Regions from separate parts of the Sus scrofa genome. Here region 1 is linked to region 2. A link is a contact called in public HiChIP or PLAC-seq data. All regions are on one chromosome and are shown on one strand. The core of a region is the stretch at or near the end of the contact, and the rest is flanking DNA. Distances in the headings are between cores, read along the strand shown. Region 1 has its middle 22 kb from the start of ZFHX3. Region 2 overlaps ZFHX3 (zinc finger homeobox protein 3).

Region 1 (4,580 bases), core at 522-3,021, 130 kb before region 2:
GCCAGGACTTTTTTTTTTTTTTTTTTTTTTTTTTTGCTTTTGCTTTTTAGGGCTGCACCTGCGGCATATGGAGGTGCCCAGGCTAGGGGTCAAATCAGAGCTGCAGCTGCCGGCCTGCACCACAGCCACAGCAATGCCACTAGGGCCATGTTAACACACACAGTACTGGAAATGTTCCTCCAGAAACAGGCGTGTAGAGATGCCTGGTGGCTCAGTGGGTGAAGGACCCAATGTTGTCACTGCTGTGGCACAGGTTCGATCCCTGGCCCAGGAAATTCTGCATTCCTCAGGCATGGCCAAAAGAAAAAGAAAAAAAAAAATAGGAATACATGTGCACATTGAAGACAAGGACTGTTTTGGTGTTGAAAGTCCCTTCTCTAAATTTTACTAGGGTCCTCTCCCACAGGATGTTGTATTTCTGATTGTCCATATAATCCAGTGGTAAAAATGCCCATGAACGCACATCCCCCTGGTAGAGCTCCATCTTTATGCGTGTTGGGGATTATGAGTTCACGTCTGAAAGAATGATTCCTGAATGGCCTCACCTCTGCATGACCTCCCCATTCCCCCTTCTGCTGCACTGGCTCATCCCAACCCACAAGGTGTACGAACCCAGCAGAGAACAGCCTGGGGTGAGAGGTGGGAGCAGAAGGGCAGATGAGCATGTGTGTTCTGACCCTTGGCCGGGCCAGCCATTCCATGATTCTGCCCTGGTTGTTTCACCCTCTGGCCTCACTCCCTTGTGCTCTTCTTTTGAAGCAGTTTCCAGGGGGCACCCTACGGCCACCTTTCTGTAAGGGTAAATAAACTGTTGGAGGCCCCCGTGTCTTTATTAAACAGTTCCTCTAAATGGTGTGCTCCAGCTCTGTGCCCACGTGCACCAAGCAAGCTTTCTGGGAGCAACCCCAGAGCCCTGACACAGGTTCCTTGAGTAAACAACCCTTTGAACAGGGTGGGAGGCACCTGCCTGGATGCCTTCCTCCCTGCCTCCTGTGTCTTTCCAGTTCCCAGGGTCCCAGGTTGGAAGGATGCTGAGCTGCCTCCTACGCCCCCTGGGCAAAATGAGGAGCCGAGGGACACATGCTCCCCACCCCCCACCCTGCACAAGGCCAAGGGCCGCCAGGATATGGGTCTGGCTGCGGGGAGGGAAGGGGGTCTGTGGAAATGCCAGAGGGAACCTGGAAGAGGGAAGGTGGAAAAGAAAAAAAGAAGGCCTGTTTGACCAACCCCCCAACACCTACATCTCCAAGCCCACTGGAGCAGGAAATTGAGGGGCTGGACGCGCAGCCTTGCTCTGCCCTTCCCCCACCCTGGATCTGGAAGGTTTTCTAAGCCTTCCAGACTTTTTTTTTTTTTTTTAAAGAAATCTCCAACCTATAGAGAAAGAGGAAGTGTATTTTTAAAACAGAGTGAAGACTCAATGGCCACAGATCTGAAAGAATAAAAGAGGAAGAAAGGCTTATTGAAGGAAAGGAAAAGGGCATGGAGGAGTGTGTGTGTGTGTGTGTGCGCGTGTGTGCGCGCGCGCGCACGTGTGTGTGTGTGTCCGTCCAGGACGGTCTAGGAGAGAGCCTGCAAGGAAAGAGAAAACAAAGGAAAGTGTGCCAGGAGAAAGACAGAGAAATAAGTGGGAGAAGGCGCGAGTGGTGGGGGAGGAGGCCGGTGGCGAGAGAGGGATGGATGCCGGAATGCGGCGGCGGCGCGGCGCTGGGAGGGACGGAGGGACGAGGGGGGGAGGCCGCACATGTGAGAGAGACAATGATGTCAGCATTTCCTTCTGGATTGGTCACGTGGTCCCTGCCAGGTAAACAGACTGGAAATAGACTCCATAAAGGCCGAGCCTGCTGGGGGGGGGGGGGGGAGGGCGGGAGGCGCTGCCGTTTCACCCTTTCCTCTCTGCGGCGTCCGAAACAGAGGGTTGTTTTTTTTGTTTTGTTTTTTTTTTTTGCACGTTTGTGACAAGGTGGTCTCCGAGTGGAACTACATTTTTACGAGCCCCAAGAATATGACTCAGGGAGGGAAAGCTACTTGCTTTTAAAATTAGCTCAAGGAGTTCAGAGACATTTTGATTTTTTAAAAAAGCATGGAGGTTGGGATGAATGGAAATTCAAGCTCAGATGCTGTGGGGCGGGGGAGCTCGGGGTGATGCTGATCCTCGTCTGTCTCCTTTGGAAGAGGGTCAGATAGGTCTAGATTAAGGGTGGATTGGAAGGCTGCAGTTTAGAACGGAAGGATCAGATGCTGTGATTATCAAGATTAGGAAAAAGAAAATGCTAACAGACTCAAGGTGACTATTTTAAGGGCGTTTGATACAGCTCGGTATGTGACTGTGGTGCCACAGGAGGAATTGAGACCCCATGGAAGAGATTAGGTGGAAAAAAAAAAAAGAAAAAGCAAGTTACTGTGACTTCAAATAGAGTTTTTTGTTTTTTAGGTTTTTTTTTTTTTTTTTCCAAAATGATGTAAAACAGCTCCCAAGCAAAACAGGGCAGGGCATCTTAGATGTCTGGAAACTTTATCTGAAAAGCAGAGTGGATGGGACAGGTAAATTTTCCACCTGGAAAGCTCTAGAATCCAACATGGCAGGGGTGAGGAGAGGTGTATGGCTCTTTTTTTCAAATTCCTGGATGAATTCCCCAAGAGGTTGCGGGTTCGATCCTGGCCTTGCTCAGGGGGTGCAGGATCCGGCGTTGCCATGAGCTGTGGTGTAGGTCGCAGACGTGGCTCGGATCTGGTGTGGCTGTGGCTGTGGCCTAGGCTGGTGGGCTACAGCTCCAATTAGACCGCTAGCCTGGGAACCTCCATACGCCTCGGGTGCAGCCCCAGAAAAGACAAAAAAACAAATTCCTGGAAACAGGACCTTTGCATCTCTGATGGAATAGCTTAGTGAGGTCATTCTTTGAATAATTTTGAATTGAAAGGAACTACCTTATTTTGGTCATAATTTTCTCTGTCCTCGTGGGAATTTGGCCAAAGCCTGTGGGAAGGAGAGTGACCAGCTCTCCTCAATCAGTTTTCTAGGATGGAGGGCATTCCTGGGGTCAGTTTTAAATATAGGACCATCTTGGGCAAAGTGGGACCAGTTGGTCACAGTATCGGGAGGCCTAGTCTAGTGGGAATAGAAATAAGAAGATAACTTGTCCCCACCGTGGCCCACCAACAAACAAAACAAAGTCCTCTCACTCTTTTTCTCCTCCTTTCTCCTTGCTCTCATTTCATTCCTTTCCCTCAGCCTTCCCTGATGCTTGCAGAGCAGGGAGCACTGCAAGGGGAACTGGAGTGTCTGTGACGGTGTCCCCGAACTTGGGAGTCGGCAGAATATAGCTAAGGTGAACAGATGGCTTTAGTTGCACCTGGAAAAAGAGAGAGAAAAATGTGCATCCTTGCTGCTTCTCCCTCATCTGTGCCTGCCTTCAACATCCCCCTTTCCTTGGGGGGAGGGGAGGTCCCCTCCGTGTCACAAGTGTACTTTCAGCTCTTGGGTTGAAAGATAGATATTTGATACCCCTCTCCGTTAACAAAATACGTCACTCGGACAAGACTCCCAGCCCAGGGTTATTTTTGCAGCATTATGTAACTGGATTGCCTGCTCAGGAGTACTTCCTTAACAAGGCTTTCAGCAGCCCCTCGGCAGGGGCCTGGCCGGCCCTGCCCAGTTGCACACACTCACACTTGTGCAGTTTCAGCCCAGGTCAACCCGGCTAAACATAGCTAGGAGACATCAGCTTTCACCAGCTCTGCCTACCACGTCCCCTGGCTGCAGAGCCCCTAGAAGCAGTGTTTCAGTGGCTGGTAGCCAGAGGTTGGGGAAGACCCTCCCAGGGCAAATCTCATATCCACAGAGCAGGTGTTCTTGTTCTGAGGGAGCTGCAGGCCTGCAGCTATACAGACCCTCCCCGATTTCACCCCACCCAACCCAGAGCTTCCTGCCCCACCAAGGCCTGCAAAACTGAGCTCCTGGGCCAGCCTTAGAGTGACCAGGGGACCCTCCAGAGGCCTGCCATTTGGCTGTCGCTGCCCTCTCTTCTTCCCAGTTTTCTGGATTTCCTCATATTTGTTCATGAGTAATTGGTCATCTGATCATCCCTTCCTGTTAGCCTGCTGACTCACAGAAGTTAGAAATTTGTCTGCGCTTCAGACACAGTAAGAAAATTTACAAAGAGAAACAAAAAAGGCCGGGTATGAACTTTCCCTCTTAGGACCAAGGCAGGCCTGCAGATTCGGGGGAACCCTGGGCAACTGTTTTGGGGGTACTAATATGTTGCCATCCCCCTGGGGGCTTGGTCATGCTGTTGTGTTTCACGGTCCTTTCTGTCTGGCCTGTTGACAGCATCCTCCATGACCTTCCGTAGCCTGACTCCTAGCTTTGAATCCAGCCTGGAACCCATGTCCCAACCAGAGGACCCATCCCAGAGTATTTTTCTTGCCCTCTGCTCAGCCCCTGGCACTGCACATCTCTCTTACATTTTCCCCCGGGGCCCCTGGTTCTCTACCTTAACAAGAGGCAGCTGGTGTAATTGAAATAGCTTTAAAGCCAGATGGGAGCTGGATTCACATCCAGTTGGAGCCCTGAATAGCTT
Region 2 (4,587 bases), core at 10-2,509:
TTGTTTTAATGTGTTTCAGTTAATGAGGTAGAAGAGAGAACGAGGTGTCACTGTTGATACACAGAGAGTGAGCTGGTGCCGAGAGCCCCGCCACAGCTCACGTGGCCCCAGGCGTCCCCGGGGGACGGGTCCCGCAGAGCAAAGCCACCTTTCCGGAGCCCGGTTGTTTGTGGCGAATGCAGATAATGACGACTCCCTGTCAGCTTCGCCAGCTAGTCGTCTTCATACCCCTTCTCCCTCCTTGGTGTTGTCTGGCACTTGTCATGATCACAAGTCGTAACATGGCTCAGGTCTTGGGGTGCCGTCAGGAGTGTTGACCGGCACCCCTCTTCCCCCCTCTGAAAAGCTTTGCTAAACTCTCAAGTTCCATCCACCGGCCTCACACCCCTAGGTGGGCCCCTCCCCAAGTGACAGTCTGTTCCTTTGAAGTAACGCATGTAAAACCGTCCTCAGGAGTCCAGGGGGAACATACCTGTGTGCGGGGACTATGGAGAGTCTGAGTCAGACCCTCAGAGTTTGTATTTCAGGTCAGAACAGCACTGTGGTAAGGGCAGCAGAAGAGGTGGAAGAAACTTCCAGGGGTGATTTTCTTTGAGCAGGAGTCTGGTTTGGGTCATGACGCTGCTGTCGCTCCTTGGGGATGTGGGCCCCGGAGGTAGGAGGCCGGCCTGATGGAGGTGCAGGCACACCCCCACCCCCGTCCCCACCCCTGCCCCTTCTTGGAGATCCTCAGTGAGCAGGCTGCTGCCTCCGGGCCAGAAGCCAGGGCTGGTGGGCCTTTTGCGTATATTCAAATCGCCAGCTTCCGGACACGTGGGAAGTAGAAGGAGTGCCAGGGGCCCAGCAAAGGGGACCTTGCCCTGTTCAGAACCACCCTGAGCCCCTCTGTGCCAGGACAGGCTCTCGTGCCCCCATGCCCACTTCTGCCATGTTTCACCAAAGCCCTTTCCTTTCCTCCTCTCTCTCTCTCTCTGGGGTTCCCTGAATGGTTAAACCTGTCCCCTGGCTTTGGCATCGTGCCAGCCACTTGGGGCGGCGCGCAGCTGGAGGCCCCCAGCACATCCCGGCTTCCCGAAGGCACAGCGGCCGTGGGTTTCAGCAGGAATTAAACAATTACTAAGACTTAGTCCTCCCCACCTTCCATGGATTGACTCTATAAATTGTCAGCCTGTTGACATTTTAATGCGAATTATGTCATGTGGTATCCCCTTTGATTTCGACATGCCTCAGTTTGTAAATACATGAGCCACTGAAAGGCTTGTGGTTAGTGTACACGCCGGAGGCCCCAGGGTTTTTGGTGGGGGAGAGCGTGCTGCTGAGCACACAGTGCTGGAAGCGTGCCTGGTGTGGAAAGCCTTGCACAACCACCCCAGCGGTGCGGGGGGCCCTGCCGGGAGCCCCAGTGCCATGCTGCTCGCCTTCTGGGCAGCAGGAAGGCCACCACAGCCTTTAGGATCAAGTCACAGAGTATTTTCCTTGGATGTATTGATGGCTGAGCGTTTGCCCAAAGTCCCCATGCAGCTTTGTTCCAAATTCCATGAAGCATGTCACCTCCTGCATCACCAGTGCCTGGAGAACTGACTTGTTCTAGGTAACAGAACAAACGGGAGGGCAAGGGACCATTACCTGGAGCAGGTGTTGCCCTGGGAAGGGAGCCACTGCTCCGGTGGGGAAATGATTCCAGAAGGCTTCTTAAAGAAATGATTGATGGGGATTGAGAAGTTGGGGAGAAAAAAAAAAGGTATGGTGTAAGGATTATTAAGATGTAGAAAGGAAAGAGGAATCGAAGATTCTGGATGTTCAGGTTCTAAAAGTGAAACTAAGGGAGGACCTGTTGAGATAGATTTTAAGAGGCAATTTTCCAGTGAGAACAATCCAGAACCCCTGTGCTTAGGACTCTGCTCCAGTCCACTGTGCTACACACCCTATTTTCTAGCTTCTGATCTCTCCTTAATTTGAGACCTTCCTTTAAAAACCCCGATGGGTCCGACGTCTTGGCGGTGCTCTGGGTGTAGAAGGTCAGTGCTCAGCAAAGTTGGCATTAGCCATTTCGAGGTTGGATGTGCTGTGCCCGGAGGAGGCGGGCGGGGAGGACATCATCGGTAGACCCTAGGGATGGACGAGGTAGGAAGCCTGGTTTCTGCTTGGTGCAGCCGGGGCGTGAAATCGCTCCTCCTCTGAACCCAACAACCGCTGGGCCTGCTGTTCGTGTTGCAGTTTGGCTGACTTACAAAAATGTCATGGGATCTTTAATGGCCATGGGTGGTCGGGACCTATTTCCCACGTGCTGAGTAATTCCAGTTTCATGTGTGAATAATGCCCATATTAAAGCAATTAGAGCTACGCATAATCTGAAAAGGAAGAAGGGACCAAATTCCTGTTGATCACAGACACTTGCAGCTCATGGATTGCTCCGGTAACTTCCGCCAGTGCCTGAAATAGTTTGCGATGGGTTCTGGATCTCAATTCTTTTTTTTTTTTTTCCTGTATTTTCTAGGGCCGCACCCGCAGCATATGGAGGTTCCCAGGCTAGGGGTCGAATTGGAGCTGCAGCCGCCGGCCTGCACCGGAGCCACAGCAACGTAGGATCTTAGCCGTGTCTGCGACCTACACCACAGCTCATGGCAATGCGGGATCCTTAACCCACTGAGCAAGGCCAGGGATCAAACCTGCAACCTCATGGTTCCTAGTCGGATTCGTTTCCACTGAGCCACGATGGATGGGAACTCCTTCAATTCATTTTTTAAAAGTTGTAATACGGACAAGTGGTTTGGAAAGCAGAGTTGCTGTGGCGAGCCTATCTTTTGCCTCCTCTGTGGATTTATCTGGCTTTTCTTACTTGGGGAAGGAAGTGAGTAAGAGGGTGGGATGAAGTGAGAGAGAGGGCAAGAGTGAGGAGTGTGAGAGAGACACAGAAGTCGCCTTCCTTTGGGGCGCTGTTTAGTAGGAGACCGTAAGAAATTATATGTGGTCCCCCTCCCACGTCTAGTTAGAGTTTAGCTGTGAGAGTGTATGAGAAATACAATGACCAGACAGTATAATCATCATGGCCCATAAGAACATTACTCTTGGCTAAGTACAAAAAAAGTTCCAATTGATGTGTCCTCCTGCCCCCCAATCAGAAAAACAACAACAGTGACGTCCAGGATTTAAAATGAACTCTGTGTTTTGTCAAAAGGCCATGGAGTGTTGTTTGCAACAGGTGCATAGGTCGGGGTTACCTCTTTCCTCGGTATCGCAGTCACCTGGTGGAAACATGTTTTCCGACGTAAATTTAGGGCCGTTTTCAATAACCTGACGTGTGTTCGTAGCTTGTTGGGGGAGGGGAGTAGGAGCCTTTGCCTCTTTTCGTTTCCCTCAGGTCTTCCGGAGGGTGTGAAACCTACGATTCCTGCGTGGCCAGGCCCCTCCCCGCCCCGTAGAAAACTGGTCTGGGGAGGACCGGGTCGCTCGGTGACAGCTGGGTTCTCGGGCTCCAGAAGTGAGCAGGATTCTGGGGGACTGCGGAGTCGCAGATGAATTTGCTTTTTGCTCCTCCCTTCGTTCTTCCTCCATCTTCATTCTTCAGAAATCCAGGCACCTCAAGGTGTCATATAAGGGAGTGGAAAAACACAGGAATAGAGTGAGAGGGTCCAGCCGTGGGCTGTGTTTCAGCACAACCTGGAAGTGCGGGTCGGGTCCTTGACGTTGCCGCTGTGGTTGGGGGCTGCTTACTCCGCCCCGAGACATGTTTATATCCCATGACATTCTCTTTTGCTTTTGTCTTTTTAGGGCCGCACCTGGGGCACGTGGAGGTTCCCAGGCTAAGGGTCACATTGGCGTGCAGCTGCCGAGCTGCCCCACCGCCACAGCAATGCCAGACCCTCAGCCCCCTGAGCCAGGCGGGGGACCAAAACCGCATCCTCGCACTTACTAGTCGGGTTCATTACCGTGGCACCAACAAAGACCTCCCTGTGACATTTTCTAGAACTCTTTGCCTTTACAGAGTTAGGGGCCTTGGGATTCTTTTCATTGGACTTTTTCAAGTGTGGCTGGCTGGCTAGCGGGTGGCGTCACTGATGACTACCAAGGCAGTGGCCTTGGAATGACCACACTGAACTCGGCGCTGCATCCATGGTGGCCAGGGCTTGCTCGCAAGGAAGGAGCCTGCCAGCCTCTGGGCAGCCAGGAGAAATGGTCAGCGACTGACCCGTTTCTATAGCACAGCAATGGCTTTGTGTCAACCGCACATTCCAGCTGGTTCCAGCCCCACCGGTTATTTGCATTGCACACAAACAGTGGATTGTACAATGCATGCAGGTATCGCCGGCCTTGGCAGTGGACCACAAACATGAATGGGATCTGTGTGTCCCTGTTGTAGGACCTTCTCAAACCACCCCCATTACTGCCTGGCCGGAGTTCAGACTTGCCAGTGGTGGTGATGGGGGGTTGGGTATCCCACTCTGCGTTCTCACTTCTGAACATGCATTTATCTAAAGGGTAGGAGGAGCTGGGATTACCACCCCTTAGGAAAGAAGTGCCCTGAGGAAGAAAACCCAGGAGGTTAGTTTAATAAGAAGAGAAAAAAGAGGGACATCAGAGGGAGGC

The links. HiChIP or PLAC-seq counts read pairs in DNA pulled down with a chosen protein or histone mark.
Region 1: a contact with region 2 is called in an H3K27ac HiChIP or PLAC-seq map of alveolar macrophages. The contact joins two enhancer-like sites. A contact is called at or near these places in 1 of 47 Hi-C or Micro-C datasets (skeletal muscle) and 2 of 2 datasets of contacts at active chromatin or transcription factors (alveolar macrophages and skeletal muscle).

The regions. Positions count from the first base shown.
Region 1 is chr6:15,961,267-15,965,846 of Sscrofa11.1, reverse strand. No RefSeq gene overlaps it. Among named protein-coding and RNA genes, the nearest start is that of ZFHX3, 22 kb to the right of the region's middle. Within about 2 kb of position 1,771, at least 47 of the 83 cell types and tissues checked have an H3K27ac peak or open chromatin away from gene starts, as enhancers often do. A contact at or near this core is called in alveolar macrophages, where this site is marked.
Region 2 is chr6:15,827,588-15,832,174 of Sscrofa11.1, reverse strand. The region is part of intron 3 of ZFHX3 (zinc finger homeobox protein 3); the gene reads left to right. Among named protein-coding and RNA genes, the nearest start is that of ZFHX3, 110 kb to the left of the region's middle. Within about 2 kb of position 1,259, at least 13 of the 83 cell types and tissues checked have an H3K27ac peak or open chromatin away from gene starts, as enhancers often do. A contact at or near this core is called in alveolar macrophages, where this site is marked.